Linked DNA regions of Mus musculus: regions 1, 2, 3, 4, 5 and 6 are each linked to region 7. Evidence: chromatin contacts called from public Hi-C and promoter capture Hi-C data. All regions are on one chromosome and are shown on one strand. The core of a region is the stretch at or near the end of the contact, and the rest is flanking DNA. Distances in the headings are between cores, read along the strand shown.

What was found. Promoter capture Hi-C pulls out the DNA fragments that hold promoters and counts their contacts. A called contact is a pair of places that touch in the nucleus more often than the background predicts.
Region 1: a promoter capture Hi-C map of the 3T3-L1 cell line shows a contact between it and region 7, with 10 times the contacts expected there. The contact joins the enhancer-like site here to the promoter of Depp1 in region 7. A contact is called at or near these places in 6 of 39 promoter capture datasets (the 3T3-L1 cell line, hippocampal neurons, liver and 2 more), 2 of 484 Hi-C or Micro-C datasets (cerebellum and embryonic fibroblasts) and 1 of 115 datasets of contacts at active chromatin or transcription factors (kidney).
Region 2: a contact with region 7 is called in a promoter capture Hi-C map of hippocampal neurons, with 5 times the contacts expected there. The contact joins the enhancer-like site here to the promoter of Depp1 in region 7. A contact is called at or near these places in 3 of 39 promoter capture datasets (the 3T3-L1 cell line, hippocampal neurons and maxillary cranial neural crest), 3 of 484 Hi-C or Micro-C datasets (cortical neurons and embryonic stem cells) and 1 of 9 other capture datasets (adipose tissue).
Region 3: a contact with region 7 is called in a promoter capture Hi-C map of pre-B cells, with 2.8 times the contacts expected there. The contact joins the promoter of Plxnd1 here to the promoter of Depp1 in region 7. A contact is called at or near these places in 3 of 39 promoter capture datasets (the C10 cell line, neutrophils and pre-B cells), 1 of 484 Hi-C or Micro-C datasets (CD4 T cells) and 1 of 9 other capture datasets (embryonic stem cells).
Region 4: a Hi-C map of embryonic fibroblasts shows a contact between it and region 7, with 4 times the contacts expected there. The contact joins the promoter of 6820426E19Rik here to the promoter of Depp1 in region 7. A contact is called at or near these places in 2 of 39 promoter capture datasets (the 3T3-L1 cell line and hippocampal neurons), 1 of 484 Hi-C or Micro-C datasets (embryonic fibroblasts) and 1 of 115 datasets of contacts at active chromatin or transcription factors (extraembryonic endoderm stem cells).
Region 5: a promoter capture Hi-C map of liver shows a contact between it and region 7, with 2.3 times the contacts expected there. The contact joins the enhancer-like site here to the promoter of Depp1 in region 7. A contact is called at or near these places in 3 of 39 promoter capture datasets (the 3T3-L1 cell line, hippocampal neurons and liver).
Region 6: a promoter capture Hi-C map of maxillary cranial neural crest shows a contact between it and region 7, with 10 times the contacts expected there. The contact joins the enhancer-like site here to the promoter of Depp1 in region 7. A contact is called at or near these places in 5 of 39 promoter capture datasets (the 3T3-L1 cell line, frontonasal cranial neural crest, maxillary cranial neural crest and 2 more), 3 of 484 Hi-C or Micro-C datasets (cortical neurons and embryonic stem cells) and 1 of 9 other capture datasets (adipose tissue).

What each region holds. Positions count from the first base shown.
Region 1 is chr6:117,605,553-117,609,213 of GRCm38.p6, reverse strand. No RefSeq gene overlaps it. Among named protein-coding and RNA genes, the nearest start is that of Gm9946, 48 kb to the right of the region's middle. Within about 2 kb of position 1,918, at least 28 of the 459 cell types and tissues checked have an H3K27ac peak or open chromatin away from gene starts, as enhancers often do. A contact at or near this core is called in embryonic fibroblasts, where this site is marked.
Region 2 is chr6:117,413,910-117,417,530 of GRCm38.p6, reverse strand. No RefSeq gene overlaps it. Among named protein-coding and RNA genes, the nearest start is that of 6820426E19Rik, 80 kb to the left of the region's middle. Within about 2 kb of position 1,725, at least 7 of the 459 cell types and tissues checked have an H3K27ac peak or open chromatin away from gene starts, as enhancers often do.
Region 3 is chr6:115,993,679-115,997,084 of GRCm38.p6, reverse strand. Plxnd1 (plexin D1) reads left to right here and starts at 2,080. Exons shown (of 36, transcript NM_026376.3): 1 at 2,080-3,406. The coding sequence starts at 2,280.
Region 4 is chr6:117,493,264-117,496,788 of GRCm38.p6, reverse strand. 6820426E19Rik (RIKEN cDNA 6820426E19 gene) reads right to left here and starts at 1,554. Exons shown (of 3, transcript NR_152214.1): 1 at 1,239-1,554; 2 at 561-718.
Region 5 is chr6:117,278,179-117,281,564 of GRCm38.p6, reverse strand. No RefSeq gene overlaps it. Among named protein-coding and RNA genes, the nearest start is that of Cxcl12, 110 kb to the right of the region's middle. RefSeq lists an enhancer at 1,156-2,356. Within about 2 kb of position 2,059, at least 33 of the 459 cell types and tissues checked have an H3K27ac peak or open chromatin away from gene starts, as enhancers often do.
Region 6 is chr6:117,436,514-117,440,141 of GRCm38.p6, reverse strand. No RefSeq gene overlaps it. Among named protein-coding and RNA genes, the nearest start is that of 6820426E19Rik, 57 kb to the left of the region's middle. Within about 2 kb of position 2,286, at least 77 of the 459 cell types and tissues checked have an H3K27ac peak or open chromatin away from gene starts, as enhancers often do. A contact at or near this core is called in adipose tissue, where this site is marked.
Region 7 is chr6:116,648,890-116,652,775 of GRCm38.p6, reverse strand. Depp1 (DEPP1 autophagy regulator) reads right to left here and starts at 2,092. Exons shown (of 2, transcript NM_145980.2): 1 at 1,931-2,092; 2 at 1-1,083. The coding sequence starts at 1,078. The coding sequence ends at 461. All of the region lies in intron 3 of Rassf4 (Ras association (RalGDS/AF-6) domain family member 4), which reads left to right.

The DNA.
Region 1 (3,661 bases), core at 669-3,168, 960 kb before region 7:
AGACAAGTCAGGACTTCCTTTCTAGCCTACTGACCAGAGGTGGGAGAGAAAGAAGGGTAATAGAAAAAGGGGTCTGTGGACCTGTTTAGAAGTAGTTCTTGGAGGCGATTCCACTCTTCAGCGGAAGCAGCCAGTATCAACTGAAATACCACAAGAAGTTCTTTGGTGCATTTCTCTCTATGAAGTGAAGGTCAGAGAAGATCAGCGAAGCATTGCAGGGCCAGTGAAGGCCAGTGAAGACCAGTGAAGACCAGTGAAGACCACTGAATCATTACAATGCATCTAAACATCACATGCTCTCTCAAGTGTCTGTTTTCAGCAAAGCATCAGATGCCCTCTTATAAGACAGCATCCAGAAAAACATCACGTGACACAAGTGAGTTTTTAAAGAAATCAGAAACTTTCACATCAGGTCCTAATATCCATGGGTTCAGCATCTGTGCATTCAATCACATTCTGATCAAAATCAATGAAAAAAAAAATGCTGTCTATACTATCTATACACAACAGAGATAGACTTTCTTCCTTATTGCTATTCTCTTAATAAATTACATTATAGTAAAACGTTATCTAACATTTGCATTGTTTTAGGCACTGTAAGCCATTTAGAGATGAGTTAGAGCATATGAGAATGTGTGCAGGCTATATACAGACAGAGCCTTATTTTATATGAGATTTCTTCTCAGTGTGTCAGTCAGCTTTCCATCACTGTAACAAAATATCTGAGGTAAGAAACTTAGGAAGAAAGGTTTATTTTGGCTCATGGATTCGGAAGTTTCAACTTCATGCTGTAATTGGTTGTTTTAATCCTGTGGCAAGCAGCATATGATAGTAGTAGCATGTGGAGGAAGAAAATTGTTCACCTCATGGCAAATACAGAGGGAGAGAGGGAGAGAGAGAGAGAGAGGAGGGGAGGAGAAGAGAGAGATTGACTTAGGGTTCAAATACCACCTTTAAGGGCACAACTCCAGTGACCTAATTCCCTTTAGTAGGTCCTGCTTGGTCACAATATGATGCGGACTAAACCTTCATAATATGCACTTTCTGGGGGACACTTATGAAAAGCCATAGTCTTTAGATTTTTGGCACCTGTAAGGGGGTCCTGGAATTAGTCACCCACGAATACCAAGGCACAGCTCTAATTGTTGCCCAAATCTTGGTGGCCATAATTCTGTTCTCTAGATTCTGCTTCCCAGCACCAGGCTCTCCTTCAGGCAATGGCTTTTCTATTGCTTCCTCCTGGGCCCATGTGATTCCCCATCCCCTGAAGGCATCCCTTCTCCTTACTCTGCCCTATGGAGAACTAGATGCCATTGACCTATTGCTCTTCTGAGACAGTGTTGGTGTGTGGGTTAGTTTTGTCAACTTGACACAAGATGGAGTAATTTGGGAAGAAGGAACCAAAATTGAGAGAATGCCACCATTAGACTATAGGCAAGGCTGTGAACATTTTTTGATAAATGCACTTCTATCATAATTATCATTACTGTTGCCACCATCATCACCTCCTCCTCTTCCTCTTCTGCCCCCTCCACCTCCTCCTCCTTACCACTCTCTTCCTTCCTCCTCCTCTTCATCTTCTTCCTCCTCCTTCTCCTCCTCTTCATCTTCTTCCTTCTCCTTCTCCACCACCTCCTCATCTTGCTCCTCATCACTCTCCTCTTTCCTCCTCCCCTCCACCTTCCTCCTTCTCCTCCTCCTCCTCCTCCATTTTCTTCATTATCATCTTTCTCTTCTCATTTGTAAGTCTGAGCTCACAGACACATCAGCCGTAGGTGGGCTTGGTGGGTGAGCATGCCCTCACCTGGTCTGATGGATCTGGTTGGGATTTGTTTGCTACAGGAAGGCCACTGTGTGCAGGGCCTTGTTTAACCCGACTTTCTCTCTTTAGAAAGAGAATTCTCATCAGATGAATCATTCCTGACATGCTCGCTGGAGCCAGAGACTTTTGGCTCCCAAGCTGTTTACTGCGGCACTGACTTTGTCCCATAAGTGTTCTTAGGAAACAACAAGGGTCAGAATTGTCATTGTTTCGGCTTTAAAAAGCTGGAGACTTGGAGATAAGCCAGGGCTGGGTAGAAGGGTGTTCCTACCCATGGGACTACTCAGTGTCACACAGATCAACACCTCCTAGACTCCTGAAGCAACTTGCCTCTGTTGCCGAGGCCTGGCTGCCTATGTATCAGATAAGACACTTGCTCTCTGATTGTCTGAGAAGCCCTTGTTACTGTCCAACAAGGCCAGGCTGCTCATTTCCACTCACAGGTGTGATGTAACCAGTATGTAGGGAGGCCTTCCTCTGAAAACCTGGCTCATTCTGATACCCCCCATCGTCATCCTCAGGCTCCTGACACGTACTTTTTAATACAGTGTGCTTGGATGGACTGGCATATATTTCTAATGTTCGACTTGTAAGTCTCTAACACTAAGAACTATGATAATAGCATCAATGCTCTACCTGCAACTTGATTCAGAGCCTGCAGAGCCAGAGAGGACCATAGATCTCATGCTTTTCCTTAGCACTTGTGTACGATTGTAGGCCAGGTTCATCATGCTCCTTACTATGTGCACCCTTGAGGGTCGGCTTTGACCTTATCTTTCCATTCTTGCACTGATGACTGGATGCCTATGGCACCCTATTGTTTGTTCCAGGGTCCAACTAGTACACAGATGATGTTTATATGTTGATGTCAGCTTGCCTCATGTGGCTAGGGCTGTACCTTGTCTGGGTGGTGTAGAGCTGGTGTTTACACAGCAACGGTGTCATCTTCCCCCCAGCTGGCTTGCTTCCATCACCTTCCATCAGATCTTGGGCGTGAAGTGCTCTCAACAGAACATGATGGACCCAGAGAGGCAGAGGAGCAGTATAGATGGGGTCAGGGTTTGGATGCGGATAGGCTGTGTGGTATCCGGTTCTGCCTTTGCAGGCTGTGTGATGTTATAGCATGGCTCCAAGGGTTTCCGTCCTGTACACGTTTTGCTTGTTTCTAACCTTGGATAGGGATCCTTTGTTCCTTACTCCCCTTTCTTAGATACAGTCTCCAGGACATCACAGGCCATGGAGTTTGTCCTTCTGTCTTACACAGAAGTACATTCTGAGGCAGCTCTGTGGAGCCATGAGAACCTCTTCAGTTGTTCATAAGTCTTTGTAAGCAGCCCCTTTTTAAACTTAACCACTCCAAGGAACCAGAGAGCCACAGGGAAGAGGAAAATTAGACCATGCTTCCAGGCATGGGGCACCAAGGGCTGGCAGACCTAGTGCTGTGATGGTTGCAGAGGGAGATAAAGTAAAAAAAAAATGCCCATGAGACATGGTCCTATTTTTAGCCACGAATGGCTTGTCTGGAGAAATGGATTACATTCAGCACGTTGAGAGGTGGAAAAAGCCCAGTGCCTTAGCATGCTGAGTAACTCCTGCAATTCATCTTTTCCTCTTCCTCGCTCTTCTAGCTAAGCTAAAGCTTCCCACAGGAAACATTCTAAGATGAATACGTTCTGATGACCTACTGGCCACTGTGGGAGCATCCTTAGAGCGACTGGGTTACATCCCTGTGTTCTGCTGAGATCAGCTCTCAGTGGTTCTCATCAGAAGAGGGAGGTGACAGATTGTTAATTAGCCCCATAGACCTCCTTCTGACACCTCTTCCAGGACCCTGGCTGT
Region 2 (3,621 bases), core at 476-2,975, 770 kb before region 7:
ACCCTGGGTATTGAACTCAGATCATCAGCCATAGCACTAACCTACTTTTATTCTAGGACATCCCCCTGGTTCCAGAAACCGTGATTTAAGAAAAAGAGATTAGGAGAGTAAGGTCTATTGGGGATGGCCTGTCCCTTGTCATCAGCTTTGTGCCCACTGTTATAAGGGAGCAGCAGTGGTGGGGAAGGGGAGGGAAAGCGTCTTGTGAGGGAGAAGCCATTTCCATTGTCCTGCCTTCAGATGGAAAATGCCGTAAGTAAGGAGGGCAGGCAGAGGCTGCACAGCTTGGCAGAGGCTGTTTAGGAAAAGGCTCTTTTCTCCTGGTAAACTCTGGCTGCTTTTGTAGTAGTTTTACTTTTATTCCCTTTAATATTTTTAATCTTTATGTTATATGACTTAGGGCTCAAAGAACGGGACCTGAGTTATGTGTGGTCCAGGGCGGAGACTTGACGTTCTCAATTTATAATCCAAAAGGATCATAAAATTCCTATCCAGCAGGAGGCCTTCTAGTAAAGAACAAAGATGTAATACTGTTTCCTCCCTTTGAGTTCATCCAGATGGGCCTGGCAGTTACCTGGACAGGAAAATACCCCCAGGAAGCTGTTGCCAAAGACTTCAGGAATGCCCTAACCTTAGCCTTAAATGTTTGGGTGAGCACAAGGGTTTCTCTGGTCACTGCAAACCCTCACCTTTGAGGGTGTTCTTCTATGTAGTGTTCTCTCGGGTCACTACTGTCTTCTCTCTCTGGGTAGTGTCTCAAATTGCTTGTGAATAAACCTTCCTTTCTTTCCACTCTGAGCTCTGTATCTCGTATGGATTCTTTCAGTGCAGGTCACAGCTCTGGAGAGCTGAAGGGAAGCCAGGGCAAAAGCCAGGTGGCAGCACTTTGGTGACACTGATGAGAAAAGCAGTTCGGAAAGGCTTGGATCCACCAAGGTCTGCATGAAATGCTTTCCCCAGAAATTCAGCCTTTACAAATGATGATGCTTACTCCTGTCTCCAACTGAGACAAGAGAATAGGATGGACACGGACGGATACACACACATAGAGGGGGTAGGGGGAGAGAAATCACACACACACACACACACACACACACACGGGGGGGGGGAGGGGAGAAACTCAGACACACACACAGACACACACACAGACACACACACACAGACACACACACAGACACACACACACACACACACACACACACACACACACACACACTTTGGTTTTAATCAAGATAGAATTTCTCTGTGTAGCTCTTCCTGTCCTGTTTGTTACTCACTCAGTAGACCAGGCTGGCCTCGAACTCAGAGATCCACCTATCTCTGCCTCTCAAGTGCTGGGATTAAAAACGCACACGACCATGGCCCATTTCTAAAGAAGACATGTTCTGGGTACCAGCAGTACAAGTTGACCACACCTGGGAGGAAAGGGCTGGAGGACCCCCATGCAGCTGAGGCATCTCTTCAGATTGGGGCCTCACATCCTCCCACTTCAGCTGAAGACAGTTACTTTTAAACCTCTACTTGGTGAAGCAGTGTCGTGACTATTTGGACTTTGTTTTGGACTCTTGAGAAAGTCTGACCCGAGGTAAGATTCTCCCCTGTCGGTACTCTTAGTTTTGTCAGCTTCTTTGAGCTGACAGGTTATTTTTGAATTGTTTCAATGCCTGCTGCTTAGAGAAGGGTTTTATCTCCCAGAGTTATTCTGAGGTACAGAGGTTCCATTGAACTAATTGGGTTGTTATGGACACAGTAGCGAGCAGTCAAGGTCCATTCAAGGAAAACTCATTCCTTCTGGCTAAGGAGGTGCAGTTTACAGTCTGGTTGGAGACATTCCAGTTGGGCAGGGTCAGAGGCTAGCTAAAGGATATCCCCTCAAGAAGGCAAGCCTTCTTAGGAAGGCAGGTTCACCTTGAGTTCCTCTACAGAGATAGGCAGAGTAATTGCCCTTTAATGAGATGGGCTGCTGTTCTCTCCCAGAATTCCCACTTCCCTATCACAGACACACAGCTTCTCAAGCCTGCTTAGTGTTCTGAGTTACTCAAAACTTGTAACGTTTGCTCTTTGCCATTCTCTGTTCTAAAAGTGCATTCCCCAGCACCCTGGGCATCCTTACTCTTTCTCTGAAGCCCCTCCTAGCCATGCCATGCCTGCCATGTGGCTGCCCTTGGGCTGCCTTAACTCACAGCCTTCTCCTCCTTCCTTTTCTCCATTCCTCCTTTCCAGGAAGCTGCCAAGAGCTACCACTCGACAGCCCTGGATTTTTCCTTTTAAACTCAAACAAATTCGTCCCAGAGCTTCCTTTGAGTCTGTTGTTAAATTCTTTTCATAATGAGGCCAAGAACCTCAAGAAGGAAACTTGGATTTTTCTTGCGTCATCTGGCAAAGGAAATGGAACACCCCCAAAACTTTAGACAACTTTATGCCATTTGTATGACAGCTCTTATCAGTTTGGCAGCTCCTTTGAGCAAATTTGGAGTTTTAAATTCTATGGGCGTGCGCTGTAGGATAGAGGTTAAGTCCTTGGAGTTCCATTGAAAGACTAGAAACAGACAACCAAGAATGCTGAAGAGATCTCTATTATGGCTGTGGAAAATACCATGTGCACACTGTCATGGTCGCTTACAGAAACTCCAGCTGACTAGTCCTCTAAAGGTATCATGACTTCTAAAGCAGCATGGGCTTAATCTCCTAGAGTTTCTAAAAATAACTGACTGACAAATCTCTTCAGCTCATTTTTACATTTTTTTTGAGCTTATATTGCACTAAAAATTGCTATCTTTGGCATGCCAAGTTTAAATGTGCATGAACATCAATGTATGTTCTGTGTGAATGTGGGTGTTTTGAGAGCTGATGCTGGAACTACATTAATATGTTTGAGCCGTGGTCTCTGGTTTTTCCTTTATGCCTCTGAAAAAGCAACTAGCTAATATGGAGGACTTCAACTAGTTATATAAGGCATATGTCATTCAGGCTTAACTAATGGCAACTAATTGAAGTGTATATTTTAAGCTTTGATACTGATTGAATGGTTTGAGTCTGGTGCTTCCAAATGTTAATACTGAGGAAAAGAAGCTCGTTACAGAATTTATATGAAATAGCTGATTTATCAGAGGTAACAGATAAGTGATTTCTAAGCAATAACTAATATTTTGGAGAAGTAATAATCATCTAAAATATTTCACCAATAATACAGTTTGTTTATATAGAACAATATTAATGGGAGACATGAAATAAGAGTTATGTTAAGTTACAAAATCCTGGGATGACTAGAGACATGTTGACAAGGATGTTTTTCCAGAACAGATCTTTACAGATTAAATTTTAATCTTTTTTTTAAATAGTCATGGGTAACAAGAAATAAAGGCAAAGCATACTTTTGTTAAATGCCTAGAAAACTTCCAAACTTTTTTTGGAGAGAAAATTTAAAATATAAACTTAAAAGATTAGCTTTAGGATCAATCTGTATGGAGAGATTTGTGAATTCTGGGCTTTGGTCCACATGAAATATGCATGTAATTTTTTAGTGTTGAGATGGGCAAATTTTGCTATTGGAATATTTTCTTGTAGATAATACTTTTTTTCTTATAAATAATGTTATGAGAGTGGATTTTACTTATTTGG
Region 3 (3,406 bases), core at 831-3,330, 660 kb after region 7:
AACCCATTAACTACTATGGGATTCAAGACATAAAACAGGCAGGAGCCATGATCTATTGCCTCCTCCTGCCCTTCCTCCCGACTTTAGCAGGGGCTGTGGGGCCATGACTCAACCTAGCAGTAGTGTGCTATTATATGGTCCACAGGAAACAGGCTCAGAGAGGGCAAGCACCTTGCTGGAGGCCACACTATAATTCCTACTTCAGTTTATGTGAATATATTCAGACCCTAGAATTCAGGTCCCAAACGCTGAAGGTGGGGTGATGGCAGAAATCTACCAGCTTAGCAGGAAGTTTGTCCACAATACACAAAACAATCCATCTGGCCAGCTAAACCGAGATGTCATAAAGCATTATCCTCGAGGCTCAGTGGGGGGAGCTGCAGGATGCGGCAAGAAAGCAAGAGAGGGACAGGAAGGAAGCAAGGAGGGGGTGGGGAGAGGATGGAGAATGAGACCAGAGATACTGTGTGAAGACAGAGGGTAGAGAGAGGGAGAGAGACAGAGAGGGAGGGCAGAGGAAGACAAGCCTATAATCTGTGCTGGGGCTGTCCAGTGGAGTGGAGGGCCTGTGGCTCACAGGGAGAGCATGACTCGGGCCTTCCCCAAACAGAGGTAGAGGCAAGTCCCCTGGGTGCTCAGTTGGGGGTGGAGGCAGGACATAAGTCTCCAATTTCCTGCCAAGGAACACTCCTGACCATCAAAGCCAAGGCCATGAATGGGCTGGAACATGGCAGGCAAGCCGGCAGGCAGGCACAGGGACAGGAAGGTTGGGGTGGGGGCCAGGGAAATGGGGATGGCTGGGCTCTGAGCCCTTGCTGCTGACCCTTCAGGCACAGGGAAAGCCCCTCCCCATCCTTCCTTCCTATCTGGTGGGAGCAAGGTCACCCTCTGAGAGAGGGCCACTAGGCCTCAAGTGACAGCTGCAAGCTGCTAGGAGACCCTGACTGAGAACTTGTAGCTGGAACTGTGGCTTCAAACAATGGGTCTGTGTCCCACCTTCCCCCTTAGCGGTGTATTTTGGGCTTTACTTCTGGGGCCTCAGTTTCCATGCACGGAAAGTGGGTTGAGTCTTTGTAAGGAGGTTAGCATTTGGTGTGGTCCTATGTGGGCACTCCCATGCTATGGAGAGGATCACCTGGGTTTCTATGACCTTAGGAAAATGACTCCTTGCCTTTATCCCAGGGCCTACCTGTTCCTTTGAAGGTCAAAGGAGTCCGGTGCCCAGTGCCAGCTCATATGTGGAATGACTTTAGGTTTCTCAGAACCTTGGCCTAAGGGCAAGGTCCTGGGGGTCTGCGGGGTTTGGCTCTATCCAGAAAGTAAGGCCCTGTGTCTGGTGTTCTGCTCAGCCCAGCCTGCCCTTGCAAGAGGAATGAACTTCCTCTCAACACAGTTTCCTACTTTTGCTGTGGGATTGTCAAGTTTGTCCCCGGAGCCTGCTGCTTGCAAACTCCTTTTACAGAGCAGTTCGGGGAACAGACCATAGGTTAGCCAGGGGCCTGATGTCCCTGGTCTGGCTGGTCTTTAGAGTGAGGCTTGGAGAACATAGGGGGTGTGAGCGGGGGGGGGGGGGGGCGGGGGGGGCGGGGAGGGGGACTGTGGCCAGAAGGGGCAGGCGGTTGAGGGGAAATGGAGGGCTTTAGGGGCAAGGAGAGGAAAAGAGTAGAGAGGGAGAGCAGCGGGAACAGAAAGAAAAAAAAAAAAAAGGAAACGCAGATGAGGGAGAGGGAGTGACGCGGGAGAGACACGGGGCGGAGTTGACAGGATCGGAGTAGGGGAGTCCGAGAGATTGAAAGAGCGAAACTCTGAGAGGCGGTGGAAGGCAAACGGGAGCCCAGAAACAGAACAGAGAAGGTACTAGAGCGAGGAGAAAGAGAGGAAGGATAACAAACAAGCGAGAGGAAGACATTCCAGGAGCTGGCCAGGAACCAGGAAAGAGGCAGGCAACTTGCGACTGCCCGGGTATCGGCCACCAGTGACCTCGGACCGCGGGGCGTGGCCCAGAGGCGTGGCCGGGGGCGTGGCCCGGGGCGAAAGGGCGTGGGCCAAGCTGCTGGGGCGGGGAGATGGGCTGTGGGCGTGGTCTCCACGGAGCCGCCCCCGGGCTGAGCGCCTCGCCAGAGTCGGGCCGGGGCGCCGGGGCCGGGGGCGGCAGGCGCGGGCAGGAAGCGCCTCGCGGCCCGGGCCCCCCCCCCGCCTCTCGCCGCCTCCGAGCTCCCGGCTCCCGGCCGCGCCGCGCCCCATGCACTCGCCGCGCCGCGCAGCCCGCGCTCGCCTGGATGGCTCGTCGCGCCGCGGGCGGCGCACCCCCTAGCGCCCGGGCCGCCGCGGCCGTCCCCTTGCGTCCGCGCCCTCACTCGCGGGGCCCTGGTCTGCTGCCGCTGCCTCTGCTGCTGCTGCTCGGGGCGGCACGGGCCGGCGCCCTAGAGATCCAGCGCCGTTTCCCCTCGCCCACGCCCACCAACAACTTCGCCCTGGACGGCACGGCGGGCACCGTGTACTTGGCGGCAGTGAACCGCCTGTACCAACTGTCGAGTGCCAACTTGAGCCTGGAAGCCGAGGCGACCGTGGGTCCCGTGCCGGACAGCCCGCTGTGTCACGCCCCGCAGCTCCCGCAGGCCTCGTGCGAGCACCCGCGGCGCCTCACGGACAACTACAACAAAATCCTGCAGTTGGACCCGGGCCAGGGTCTGGTGGTCGCGTGCGGCTCCATCTACCAGGGTCTGTGCCAGCTGAGGCGCCGGGGCAACATCTCAGCCCTGGCCGTGAGCTTTCCGCCTGCCGCGCCGACCGCAGAACCGGTCACCGTGTTCCCCAGCATGCTCAACGTGGCCGCCAACCACCCCAACGCGTCCACTGTGGGACTGGTGCTGCCGCCTACCTCGGGCACCGGGGGCAGCCGTCTGCTCGTGGGCGCCACGTACACCGGCTTCGGCAGCGCTTTCTTCCCGCGCAACCGTAGCCTAGAAGACCACCGCTTCGAGAACACGCCCGAGATCGCTATCCGCTCCCTGGACGCGCGTGGAGACTTGGCCAAGCTCTTCACCTTCGACCTTAACCCGTCGGACGATAACATCCTGAAGATCAAGCAGGGCGCCAAGGAGCAGCACAAGCTGGGCTTCGTGCGTGCCTTCTTGCACCCGGCGGTGCCACCGCACAGCGCGCAGCCCTACGCGTACCTGGCGCTCAACAGCGAGGCGCGTGCGGGCGACAAGGACAGCCAGGCGCGCAGCCTGCTGGCGCGCATCTGCCTGCCCCGCGGCGCGGGTGGCGACGCCAAGAAGCTCACCGAGTCCTACATCCAACTGGGCTTGCAGTGCGCGGGCGGCGCGGGCCGCGGCGACCTCTACAGCCGCCTCGTGTCGGTTTTCCCCGCGCGCGAGCAGTTCTTCGCTGTCTTCGAGAG
Region 4 (3,525 bases), core at 305-2,804, 840 kb before region 7:
GCTGTTTAGCCCTGGGCCCACACTTCCTACTCCCAGATAGATAGACCTCCCAAAGAGTCCCTTCTTGTGGAGGTGGGCAGCACTTAAAATATGATGGTTTTTCTTACAGGCCTTCATTTCAGAAACGAGAAGTTAGGCAGACTCACTGAGTTTATGTCCCTAGTTTACGTTGAGACAGTGAAAAGGGACAAATCTGATGCTTAATAGCACGAGGCCCTTTTCAAAGTCAAACGAGAGAGGAAGCCTTAGCTGGTCTTGAGGAAGTGAGCTTTCCTGGCAATGGGTTGGTCTTGCAGGGGATTAATTGATCATAATTAAATGGCCAATTAAATAGCCATTAAATGGCCCTGATGTGCAGAGAATAACCCTGAAAAATGCCCAGCAAAGAAACACACAAATCTCTCTCTTCCTCTCTCTCTCTCTCTCTCTCTCTCTCTCTCTCTCTCTCTCTCTCTCTCATACACACACACACACACACACACACACACACACACACACACACACACTTCAACAAAAATCCAAACAAACAGTGGAAACAAAACAAAACAGAAACCAAATACCTTGGATCTATCCCACAGTTGCAGGGAGGTTGAGTTCTGCCAGCAGCCACTGAGCATTGGTGGAGCTTCAGAAGAGGATGCAAGCTGACCAGCATTGTGACTGTAGCCTCCTGAGACCCTTACGGACTCCCCTCACCAAGCCTTGTCACCTACAGAATCTGGGATGATAAAGATGTGTTTGACATAGATGTGTGTAGTTCATGGTAATTTACAATGTCCTCCAACCCCAACCCCAAAATGGCCAGGTTTTTAGCATGGTCTAGGAGTTCCTTATGCTCTGGGCCTTGCCATGAACTCTTTTTTTATTTTAAAAGATGCCAGTTTGAAACATTGTCTCACTCTGTAGCTGAGGTTGGCCTAGAACTCTTGGTTCTTCTGCCCAAGTCTCTTGAGTGTTGAGATGAGAGGCCTGTATCTCCACACACAACCATACATAGTCTAATTAATACTTTAATGTTAGATAATGTTTATAAATATTTATGGTATCCAGTGCAAAAATTCAGTGTTCACAATGTGTAAAAATGAAATTGGATAATGAGCACTTCCACTGCCTTAGACATTTATCATTTCTGTGTAACGAGCAATGTAGACTCATCTAGTTATTTTGAAATATAAGTTGCTGTGCCCATATTTATCCCACTGAGTTTTGTAGGAACACCAGGACTGACTTCTGTTTACCTGTATTTTGTTACCTGCTGATTGACCTAGTCTTGGGTTCATCTTGCTTCCTGTCCCTGAACATCAAGTGACCAGGATGCCAATGATCGGAGGCCTTGCCAGCCGCTGGTCCTACTCAGGATGTCCCTGTGGCCGTACACCTAAGTGAGCCAGGAAGCAGCAGCAGGTTTGAGCCTTCTCAACCCCACCTCCAGAGGACTCCTCTTCCATGCCTCTGTGTCTTGATGCCTTCAAGTCATTCATTGGAACAAAGAGAGACCACAAACCCCAGAATGATCTTCAGTCTTCCCTAGAGAAGATCAAGAAAAATGTCACCAGATCTCCAAGCCCAAACCACAGTAACCTGAGGCCAGAGAGGAGTGAACATTTTTAGAATTATAGGCACTTCAGTTGTCTGTAGGACTGAGAACTTGTTATCATTGTGTAGGAGGTTTGGTGATTTATTTGAAATTCTTGGAAGGATTGCAATAAGAGAGGTCTGACCGAAGTCTCAAAGCTGCTGACTGGCTCCCTTTAAAGTATGCAATCTATTTAGCAAACCACAGAAAAATATGAGAAAAAAAATAAATTCTATAAAAATTAAAAATACTAACTAAAAAAAAAATTCTGTGAAGATGCACTTCATCTCTGTCAAACAAAATGAAACAAAATCTTTTCCTTTGATTCAATTACATACTTTGGTGAAGTTGCAAAAATAAAACACAGAACATCGTGTTTTTTTTTCAGGCTCTTTCTCCACAGTGACATTTAAAATAACCTGTACAATAGTTATAAGAATATAACTATTGCACAATATAAAAATAAGCACACATTAGGGGTTAAATTGTGTACCCCCTACCTGATAGCTGTTGAAGTCCCAGCCTGTCATGTTTACCATGACCTTTGGCAATAGGTCATTGCAGTTGTCACTAGTCTCCTAAGCTGATGTGACTGGTGTCCTTATAAGATGATCACATAGGGAGAATGTCACCATGACAATATGTGTGGAGGTTTGACTTATGTATCTTCAAAATAAAATAAATAAAATAAAAACTCCAGAGTTTATCAGAACCTGGGAGGTGAGGAGGGTTCTGATGTACAGGCCCAGCCACCAGCCAGTCTTGTGGCTCTGCAGAGGGGTGTTTTCCACTGATGCTTGGCCTATGCAGAATAGTTATGGTCATAAAGACTCTTTGTTCCCGTAGCATGCCTTTTCCTGGTGCATTGGCTGACTTGCATGGGGGTAATGAGGAGGCTGTGGACATTTGGTCTGCATCTGTTGGTGGATGCACAGGCTCTAGGCTTCTCCAGGGCATTGGTTGACTTACACTGGAGTAAAGTGAGTCCTGTGTCCCACTGTGCTGTCTTTGCTTCCAAGGTCCTGAAGAAATCGTGGGAGACTTCCCACCTTCCAGAGTCTTCCCTTGTTTGACTTCTTCTATAAAATAGTGATATAACATTAACCCAGACCCCCAGCATTGAGCAGCCCGATTAATGCCCATCTCTACACTAAGGCTCTATAACACTGTTGATCTGAATGTGGGAGGCAACACCTCCTCCAGGCCCCAGGAATGACCAGCTCGTTCTCTCTATGAATTTGACTATTAGGACCCCCACAAAGGTGCAGGCATCCAATATCTGTCCTCACAGTTCATCCACATTGGAACAAGTCCTAGTATGTGTTGCTCTATAGTACTTTATAGATGTACTTCCACATTTGCTTATTTCTGTCAGTGGACACGTGGGTCTTTCCACCATTTGGCCATGTGGATAATTCTACAAAGGACCCAAGTCTGTAAATATCTACTTAAGTCCCTGCTTTCAATTATGTTGGGTACACATCCAGAGGTGGGATTTCTGGGTCATGTGGTAATGCAGCATTTATTTTTGTTTGACTTTTGTGTTATAGCCAGAATTACAATTCCTACTTTTATTAGTTACAGCACTGGGGACGGAACTCAGGGCCTTACACATGCTGGGCAATTGCTCTACTACCAAGCCACACCTCCAGCAGCATTCTTTATGTTTAAAGGGAAGACTGAGGGTGAAGGTGGCCCATTTTACCTGCAAAGAAACTGGCTACCTAATCAATAGCATAAATCACTCCTCCTGAGTCACCAGATAAGCCAAATACAGTGTAAAGTATCCTTACCGATGACCATCTCTCTCTCTGTAGAGTCTCTGCATGCTTTAGAATCTCAGGAAGCCATTATGAGAAATGATTCAGTCCTAGGGTCTCTGCTCATTGAATATGAATATAGTAAAATTATTCTTTCCTGTGTGGTACTCCTCCCTTTGAAACTTCTGT
Region 5 (3,386 bases), core at 810-3,309, 630 kb before region 7:
CCGGGAAAGCCCTGCCAGTCACATCCTCTGGTGACCTATGATCTTGAACTTGCTTCTATTTCTGTTGCAACGTCTTGTCCCCTTATTCTAGCTTAGATGTGCTGGGTGGGGATGCAATAGGCTGTGCTTGAGGCTGTGGCTATGCATTCTCTCAATCTTCAAAGCATCCAAGTGAGGTAGGTACTTTCCTTGTCCTCATTGTATGGATAGGGAAAAGCACAAGGCACAAGAGGTAAATGATATATATTATTATTTTTTAATGTGGGGCCAGGGAATTTATCTGGCTTAACTCACATTAACTGAGTTAACTAATTACTTCAATATTTTACTCTAGCTGATGCCCAAGTTGCATGATTTTGCTCTTTGTCTCACTGACAACATCTTAGCCTATGAGTCACAGTTTTGAGAAAACATATGAGCCAATGGATATTCTTAGTTCCAAATCGTATGTCTTTATCGTGTCAGTGTAGGGCAGAGTCCTGGCGTGTGTTCACATGTGGAATTCAGGGCAGAAGTCCTAGGGAGAAGACACTGATTGCATCCTGCTTGTGCCTGTCTGGCACAGAAACAGATAGATGTGGGTCCCTGCTGGATCTTTCCCATTTGCTTCCAAACCTGGGCCAGGACTCACCTGGGGGCCCTGAACCCTGAGAACCTGGGGTTGCTTAGGCTCTGCTCCCAGAAAGAAGAGGTATGCTCAGTAGTGCCCAAAGGAGGAGGCAGCACACTACACACAGAGACTCAGGCTGGACATAGACACTGGCAAGATGTGCTCTAAGGAGACTTCCATGGCCTCAAGATCTAAGCTCAGGACTAGAGACACTCTATAGCCCAGGTTGCAAGGTGGCCCGAGGAAAGTGAAGAGCCTGAAGAGGCAAAAGGAAGATGGAGGGATGTGTTTGGAATGTTTAAAAAAGGGCTCAAGATTACTGTAAAATGAGAGACCTCAGAAGATGCAGATGGGGAAAGAGTGTATACAGTCAGTGCCAAGGGATGAAGCTTGGGCATCAATTGCCAACCTATTTTAGTGATCATTCTTGTAATTGTGTGTGTGTGTGTGTGTGTGTGTGTGTGTGTGTGTGTGTGTCCCAGCATCCTGCTTCTGGAATGGGAATTAGGTGAGAAGCGGGCAGGAAAGTGAATCCGGAGCTGGAGGATCGAATTTCTCAGAGGTTCCTGTAGCTGCTTTCTAGACACACGGTCCCATTTGGACAGGGAGTGCGTCCCTGGCGCTTGCTGCACACCTGCCAAGGCGGGAAGAACAGGCTCCAGGCAGGACCCAATCAGTTGAGTGAAATAATTGAGCTTGGGTTAGATTAGATCCAGCCACACATCTCATACTTAGCGCTAATTATTCACAGAGGCCGAGGCTGGCTCGGGAGCTGGACTGTGTTACCTTGTGCTTTGTGGCCACTGACAGCTCAGGATGAACTGGCCTGAAGTATTAATAGCCATGGGCTCTAGCTTTGTTTCGTCTGGAGTGGCATGTCACACAGATCTGCTACTGCTCAGAAAGACAGCTTCTCCCTGCTCTGTACGCGGTGGAGGGGGAGCTCACAGGGTCCTTTGTTCCCAGTTTCCATCAGGCGGTAAGAAGGGACGGTCTGAAGCCAAGTCTTGTTCATTCATTCTTCTAGGAGCAGGGTGCACGCCAGGCATCTGGCCACTTTGGGCTCTTGGGATTCTCCACACTATCTGGAAATTTCTAGGGAATGGGGGTGGCACTGACAAAGGAGGGAGGATGCAGAGATGCTATGGTTTGTTATCTAGGGCTGGGTTCACAGTTCTGGGAGGGGGAAACAGCCTAGCATCACGAGTTTCCCTTCCTACTGTGAAATGGCTTAAATGAAGCCACGGCAGTCAAGCCGAGGATGGGAGGTCCCTGCCTTTCTTCTCACTCATCATGCTGGTCTCAGGTCACATCCCATGTACAACAACAGCACAAGTAGGGACAGTCAGTGGCAGAAAAGCAAGGCAGCCACAGAAGGCTAGCCAGATGGTAAGCTCAGCTCTCAGTGGGCAGCTGAGGACAAATCAGAACCAGAGAAGATGCTGGGAAGACTTTGGAATGAACCAGGAAGCAGCAAGGCTCCAGGGAATGGGCTGGTTAGTTGGCAATGTGGCTTGTCACCTCCCACAGAAGAGGGACAGGAGCCAGTGGTGACCACAGCATAACTGAGAATGTGACAAAAGCCCAAATGAGCCCCCTGTCTTTGAGTCCAGGAAGGCAGAAAGCAATGCTGTTGGAATTTTCTTGAATGTTGCAATGCTGCATTTTCTCACTGTCAACAACTGATTTCCTAAAATTTCAGACAGCGCATGAGTTAGTATTCAAACCATTGCATTTTTCCAGTCAGTAAGTATATGTGATAGCACTTTATGGGCTAGGGGCCTGGAAGCAGCTAGGTTGAGTGGCCATGGGTCAGAGCCCATACCGAGGTCGCAGAAGGCATGGCAGCTGAGGTTGGATCATCTGCAGACTGAGCAGGGCCTACAGAACTTGTTTTTAGGAAGCTTCTCGTGTGGCTTTTGGGTAGAGCTGGACAAGGTGGTACCTGTGTGGGCCTCTGCAGAAGGATGCTTGGATACCCTCCATGTATGGCAGCTAGTCTTCTCTAGAGCTGGCGATCCTGATGACTTATTGTGGCAGACAGAATTCCAAGATAACCCTGTATACTCCAGGAGATACTATTTTGTAGACAGCCTTTTAACACACGTTAGAGAGTTTGAAGGTAGAAACGCTAATTCAATAAACAAAGTTCATGTCGTGGATGGGGCTCGGTTCTCAAGGTCTCAAGAACAGGTTCTAAGAGCTGAGAGTTCTTGAAGCTGTCAGTCTGTAACTCTAGGACCCAAAGCTAGACACAGCCTCACAAGCCCTAGGAGGGAGGGATCAGTCCTAGCCAGCACCTTGCTCTCAGTTTTGTAATTCTCTGGGTAGGAGACTCGGTCATGTGGTGCCTAGATTTCTGGCTCTCAGAACTGTAAGATAATCCCTAAGTGTTGTCTGGGGTAAGCTCATGGCAATTCAGTATACAGCAGTTCCTCTCTGTCTAGGGTTGAACCCATTATTCCATCTTTCTTTAATCTGACTAAAGTGTGATACTAAGTCTATCCACATTTATCGGGAGGGATCTACCATTTGAAAGGAATTTCCTGAAATTTGTGGACCCATTTTGAACCAGCACATTCCAGCAATGGATGTCCTGGGGCCGTGTGGATATTCCAAGGCAGAGAGGCCAGAGGCTGATGCTTTTAACATCCAGAGCTAATTTACAGGTGTCAACTAAACAGACTTAGGTTAGGCAAGTGAGAGTTCCCTTTTAGGAAATGACCATCCAGAGTGGGAGGTTGCTGCTCTCTCTAACCCCCTTTGATGTTCTCTG
Region 6 (3,628 bases), core at 1,037-3,536, 790 kb before region 7:
TGAACTGCTACAAGCCAAGTCAATGGGTGTGCTGATATGCTGTCTTCTTGGACAATTTTGATGTCATGTCCAAACTAATACATTTATACAGTGAAGAATTATGACGTTTAAATTCAGTAGCCTTCCTATATATAGATGATAGACAATAAGAAAGACATTAAGAAAGTTATACCATTCACATTAACCTACTATATGTCTGTCTGTCTGTCTGTCTGTCTGTCTGGGAATAAATAAAACCAAAGAAGTATTGTACCAAAAAAGTACAATAAAAAATGTAAGACACAAGACAAAGAAATTAAGATCTCCCATGCTCATGGATCGGTAGGGTTAATTTTGTAAAAATGGCTGTCCTAATAAAAGAAATCTACAGATTCAATGCAGTCCTTATGAAAATTTCAATGCATTTCTTCACAGAAACTGAAAACAAAAATCTTAAGTTTCATTTGGAAATACCAGAGACCCATTATAGCTGAAACAATCCACAACAACAACAGCAACAACAACAACAGCAACAACAAGAACAACTGTTGGGAGATGTCACCATCCCAGATCAAGCTGTACTACAGAGTCACAGTATTTTTATAAAGGCATAAACATAGGCTCATTGGTCAAGGAAATAGAATTGACTCATATATAAACTTTTGTAACCAGCTATAAGCTTTTCAATTTATCGTGATTTTTGAACCTTAGATAATGTATATGTAAAATAGGTATCATGTACTTTATGCCTGGAATTTAATGACTATCAGGTTGGAGCACACAGGACCCTCTATCCTGTTAGTTGTACTGAACTATGGCTTGAGGGTATAGAGCTGTTGTCTACCATCACAGAGAGCCTCTGACACCTGAAGATACACGCTCTAAACTCTCTGTTTATTCTGCAAAAAGATGGGGCTGGTCTGGCTTAGAAACAGCTAAAATGCCTAACAGTTCTGAGCTCCAGTATCCTTTGGAGTAAAACACAGGGCCATCTTCAGTATTATGAGTCTGTCCAGTTCAATGCCCTGCAGGTCCAAGTTCACAGACCTCATGTGGCAACATACTTATGCCATTTGGGGCCGACGTAGGGATATACATTGATTATATTTGAAAACCTAAGAAAACTGATATGCGGAGGTGGTAAGACATTATCTGTCAGGTTATACAACCTACCATCTGTTTACCCCATTCTTGCTCTCATGGCCCATGGCAGGCAAGCCTCTAACTACCTGGAATTCTAGTCCTAGCAATAAGCTGATCTCCCAATATGCTGTCCTTAAGCTTGTTAGATCCATAAAAATACAGGACAAAGCCCAAGTCAGTTTATGAGGATTTTGGAAAATCAAGTCATTCTGTACCCCATACGCTGATAGTCCCATAGTGCTCACCCACATGGCACTGCTCCTATAGAGCCTCTCCTGGCAGCCCCACCTTGGCTCTTAGTCTCATCCTCTGGGCCTATCAATGCTCAGATCCAGCTCTACACACCCCAGGATCACCCTGGAACACCACTGGGCCTTTATGCAAATGTGTGCTATTCAAAACATGGCATGGATGAGTTTGGCCCTGCCTTGAAGACTATGTTGTCCAGGAGAACATGAGGCACATGTTACACATCATGGCTGAGTTTGCCTGACCTCCCAAGGAGGACTTAGCATCAGGAAACCCCAGCTTGTTGGAGCCTGTGGGTCCCTTCATGCAACACCTTATCCATCCACGGCTATCATCAAAGTACTCACAGTCTTCATGTTCTCACCACTGCACATAGGCTTAGGGTTTGCTCACCCAGTCAGGAGAGGGAAGTGGATATAGCATCCCCACCCTTCCCAACTCCTGTCTCATGATGCACTGAGTAAGAAGCAGAAGAAGCAGAAGCAGAGACAAAGCCCCAGCCTCCAGGTCTCGGTTTCTTCCCAGAGTTCCTTGCTGCTCCTAGCTATGGCTTTCTCCCAGGGCCCAGGATCACTTCTGCAGAGGACAGCCCAGTTGCTTTGGTGCTCATTTGGCAAGTCTTCTGACAAAACTGGGGCCTGCTTTTTGGGCCTCCTGGCCAGGTCCTATTTTGAATCCTTGTTCCGGGTGAGGGAGTGGGTGCCTGCGCCTGTCCTGTTGACTGTGATGGCTCCGACTTGGGGCCTGCGTGGCTGTTGGCTTCCATTGTCCTCTCTCCAAGGGAGCCAATGATGCTATCACAGGCCCATTGTGTGCTGGGCGGGCTGCCAGGCGCCTGCTCCACACAGGGCTGTGCCACATCCCCACTTTCCTGGAATTCAAGGAGTAAGAGTCACACCAGCTCCTGATTCACTCCCCAGTTATTTCCAGCTTCGTTTTTTGGGCTCCCCCTATAGCAGTGTTTTCTCAGGAGCAAACTCTGGTGCAATGAAACTACAGAAAGTCCACATGCTGTACACGGGGTGTTTATCAAGAAAACAATTGTAGAAAAAGACTCTGCAACTTTGCCTAATAAAATTCCAGTGTGGGAAGGAGATGGGACTGACCACAACGAGGGTCAGGTTTCCTCAGAAATGCTGACTGACTGCATAAGGCCAAGGGTGATGCGTCCCTAGACACAGGCAATAGGTCATTACATGTCCTGTTGTTCACATAGCACTTTGCTAAGAACTGGAGAGACCTTTAAACTTCCCCTTAGGTAATGTATGAAGTACACCTTTAACTAGACTCATCTCTCTAGGAAAAAATATTTTAAAGCAACAGCCTAAATTTTGGTGGTGGACATTTTGGGGGTTGTAATTTTAGCTCCATTAAAATTGTAGGTTTAGTTAAGGGGAGTAGGGAGGCCCAGCCTGGTCAGTGGAGAGGGATTTGCATTGACTGACAGGTCCACCCTTCCAGATCACTCCTGGGTGGCTTCCCAGTGGACCCTAAGGCTAGCTTCCCCTCTTGAGAAGTGTCACATTTAAGAGAGGTTTTTTTCTTGCCTCTGTCCCCCAAGTTCTTAGTCCTCTCCTACGTCTTGGTAACTTAAACCCAAGGTGGATGATCAGGCCCTTGGAGCAGGCTCACCTCCTTGAGAGGGAGTGATGGGGATGAGGCAGACCTGTGGCCAAGCTAGGCTGGACCATCAACACCCTGCTTTGAAAACTGCGATGCCTGGAGATCCAAGGGTGGCTAGACAGATCATAGGAAGTCCAGAGATGTTGGAGTTGAACGATCCTTCCTCCCTTGGCTTGCCTATGGTGTTCAGCCCTTTGTAATGTTATTCTTCACAAACAGCTCAGGGGCATGTCACAGTGATCATGAGTGTGTCAGGGAGGTTTCACCACCTCAGCACATAAAAAATCCAAGGGCTTCCTGAATCAGAAAAGTGGGGAGCAAGGACATATGCATGGATATGAGGATACTTGCTTGAGCACCCCAGGGCCACCCCATCTTCAGCTATTCCTAATCCATACCTGTTCTACTTGCAGTCACTCCGTCTTCAGGCACACCCCTCTTGAAGCTATCCTCTACTTATAACCATCCCTCCACCTGCACCCATCCTCCCCTTTAGTGTTCCTCACTTGTACCCATTCCCCTACCTGCACCCATCCCCCTACCTGCACCTGTCCCTCATCCTCTACTTCCAATCATCATTACTTGCAGCCGGCTCTATCTGGGCCCACTTGGCTGGATGAACAATAGAGGGACT
Region 7 (3,886 bases), core at 843-3,342:
ATTTTATGGTTGGGGGGTCACACAACATGAGGAACTGTATTAAAAGGTCACAACATTAGGATGGTTGAAAGCCACTGCTTTAGGGGCCTGAGACCCTTTTCCTTGGTCCTTTGCCCTTGGTTTCTCATGAGACTGTGGCAGCCACCCAGAGTACAGCCCGCATCTCCTCATTAGAGCAATCTGGGAGGTGGTCACTCCACCTACACTCACTTTAGTCATGATAAAACCAAGACATAGAGGACACTGAGTCGCTTCAAAGTCACGGGCCAGCCAGACACAAAAGGTACCAGTCAAAGTCGCATTGTGGGAGCTAGACTGTCATCGCTCTTTAGAGGATGGGTCTCACTAGGAATTGCCCAGTCCCTGCAGACCTGCCAGGAAGTGTCCACCACAGGAGAGGAAAGCTAGAGAGAGCACAGGGGCCCACCATATCCTTTATGGGTTTTTCCTGGGGTAGGAGTTAGAGTTCATGGATCACTGGGAGGTGCAAATAGAGAGTACCTAGGATACTGCTGGGGCGAGAGCTGGAGACGGACGCTAAGGCCCGGCAGGACTTTCTAGAAGTCCAGCTTTTCAGGTCGGAGGTCTGGTGCCTGGGCCCTGGTTTTCTTCCCAGAGAGTGCTCAGGTACCCTGGCCTCACAGAGTCTCCCCGTGTCCTTGCCCATCTGTCTGGGCACATCCCAGGGATCTGAAGAACCAGTCCTGTTGGGTCGACCTCTCCCATCTGCCTGCTCTCCCTGTGACTTCCCAAAGAGCCAGTCCAGAGGGTTGTCAGTGCCGGGAGAGGGCAGTGTGGGCTGCAGGCTGCTGACGCAAAGAGAGCTGTCTCCTGGAGACTCGGCCTGGCGCCTCTTCTCTCGAGTCCAGGCTGGCCGGGAGGGTCTGTTGGGACGGCTCTGGGCTGTGACCTTGTCCAGCACTGAGGTGGGCTGTGCCAGCTGACAGATACACCTGACGTAGTCATCCAGGCTGGGGGACGCTGGGGGTTCCTGCCCAGCTGCCCCATGTGACAGCTCTTCTGACATTTCCCGAATCGTTGGCAAATGGGGCACGGGCAGCAGAAGCCGGGACCTCATAGCTGCTAATAAAGCAAAAGCAACCTGTTAGCCAAGAGGAAACCAGTGGCGAGCCCGCCATGCCACCCTGACACCCTCCTACTTCCTCTCCCTCATCGGAGATGCTACACGGGGCTCGGGTACCCAGAAAACAATAAGAAACCTGCAGATCTGAGACCAAGGCTCACCCCCCTGCCCCCACCCGCACTCATCCTTCCAGCTACCACCAAAGTACCCAGCTCACTAAGGCTTCATCATTAGTGTTGTTTAAGAATAGCCAGATAGTCGGGGCTCAGTGGTAAGGGTACTTATTCTTGCAGAGAGCCTGAGTTCAGTTCTTAGCACACACATAGTGGCTCTAGCCATCTATAAATCAAGTTCCAGGGGTCTGACTGGCATGTGTGTAGCACACATACATTAGTGTAGGCAAAATATCCATGCATATAAAATAAAATAAATTAATTAAAAATTTTAAAATGAAGAACGAACAGGTAAGAAAACGGGGGGGGGGGTATTAATGTGGGGTCAGAGAACACCTAGGTTTTAAACTCGTCTCTGCCACTTAATGACTTAGAGACTGGCAATGTCACCTCTCTAAACCTCTAATTACTTGTCTGAAAAATAGGGTTATAAACATCCCACTGGCAGGGATATATGGGGAAATTCACGGAGACATAGCTTTGACATCACAGCTCTCCTGTAAACACAAAGGCCTTGTATAAACACCTTATTATCATAGTGGTCGGTGGTACCCACCCCCCTGCTCTCTATCCAGTAGTCAGGCCGTGAAAGCTCGGGATGAGAGATGCTCTCAGAGATAAACTAGCCCCGTGTTTTAAAAGTGTCAAGCCAAAGGGTGGCTGCTCTTCTTACCTGTAAGTCAGCAGTCAGGGTGGCAGGAGTCTAGATGGGTAAAGACTGTCTCCTCTAAAGGAAGCCCCAGAGGCGGGCAGTCACAGCCGGGTCTCTAGCTCTTGGTCCCTGGGAAGAGGACAGTCAGGACGATGTGCTGTGGTTTCTTCCCCTGTGCGGTCTGGCAAACCCAACACACACTGCTGCTTTTACACGGTTCCTCCGGTCATCAATCATTGTCAGGAAAAGCTCAAAATAACAGCACTTTGGAAGGTTCTCAGGGGAAAGCACAGAGGGTGGGGCTTGGCCCAGCTGCCAGCCTGGAATTTGTGTATGTGCCTGCAGGAGGTTGGGAAATATTTACACTGTAGGGTGAGGTGTGGGGCAGCCACCTCACCTGACTTAGACAGCTTTACTATGGGTAGAGAGCAAAGCCAGCCTGGGGGTTCCTGGGACCTGGGGACTGCTGGAACCTGGGACCTCCATAGGACCCCCATGGGCTTCCACCCCTGTCTGGTATAGCACAGTATTTTCTACTATGGATTACCCCAGGACCTGTGATCCTGTGACACGCCAGCCTTGTGCTAAGTTTTGCTGAGTTCCAGGCCTACACTTATGATCATGATAACACATGAGGCTTGCAGGGTGAGGGACATCACCTTACACAAGTGCCGGGGCAGCTTGACAGTCTGTCTGACTTCTCTCATAACATCTCAGATACTTTCAAGGAGAAATTTGCTTGCCCGTTGTTGGCCAGGCATGTGCCAGTGACTGCTAATGGCATAGCAAATACTGTGGACAAATCACCACGTATGATGCCTGTTTCCCAGTGAGAAGGATTATGGAGTCATCAGTGGGCAGGCGCAGTGACTCAGCACTCAGGATGGCTGCAAAATAGAGCGCCGAAGGGCTGTGGAGCAGCAGAAGAGGGGGTGGTCCAGGTCAGGTGGGCCAGATGATACCAAAGCAAGGGCAAGGCACTATAGGTTTGAGTAAGGAGCTGTAGTGTGGCTTCTGCCAGATGCCATGCTCGGGCAAATGACAGCAGCTGTGAGAAACCAGGGGACTCCAAGGGTGATACCAACACAGTGGCAGCTGAAGGCAAGATGGACAGCCCTGGGAAGGAACCGGCTTTGCGTTTCTCAGGCCTCAGCGCCTCTGCTCACCTACCCTCAGAAGCGGGAGGAAGAGGAGTTACAGAGGGAACAGTACGTTCAGGTCTGATACATGAGGGCTGGACAGACACTAGCCTCCTGCAGCATGGTGAGCTGCTGGTCTTGTGTCTATGCATTCCAAGTGTAGCATTAGAGTCATGGGTAAAGGCATGGGGACATTGGAGATACTGAACAATGCTTAAGTCAGGTGACAATTCCCAACTTACACCTGAATGATTCCACAGGACTCCAGCCTTTTGCCTGACTGTTTAGGCAAACACTGTGAGGCCGTATCAGGAAGCTGTGTGTGGTTTTGATAGCCTTAGACTCTTCTCTCTGTGGTCAGTGAGGTGTTTGAAACTAGGCATGACTGTTAGCCGACCATGAGATCCACACTGTGAGTGGGGGTGAGGCCATCCCCACGTGAAGGTTCTCATGACATCCCTGTTTTCACGGGGGCTTTCCAGGACAATGAAGAGAGAGGAGACTCCATGGGGCAGTGGGTGGGGCATGATTTCACTTAAGTGTAGTGTGGAATCCAAAATAACTCAAATGCATAGAGGCAGAAAGAAGGAAGATGGCTATCAAGAGTGGTAGGGAAGAAAGAGAAGTAGGGACCCCAGTTCTTCCAGATGAATGAATCTTAGAGATCCACGGGGCAGCACCAGGCCCACTGCAATCCCCTGTGCTGTACGTTTAAGTAGCCATTAAGTATGTGAGTCTTCAGACCTCACTTAGCACACCCTTCACCACCATGCCTTAGCATCACTCCATAGCAGAGACCTAATCGCAGGCTTTGCTTAGCTTCCTGTTCCATGGATTA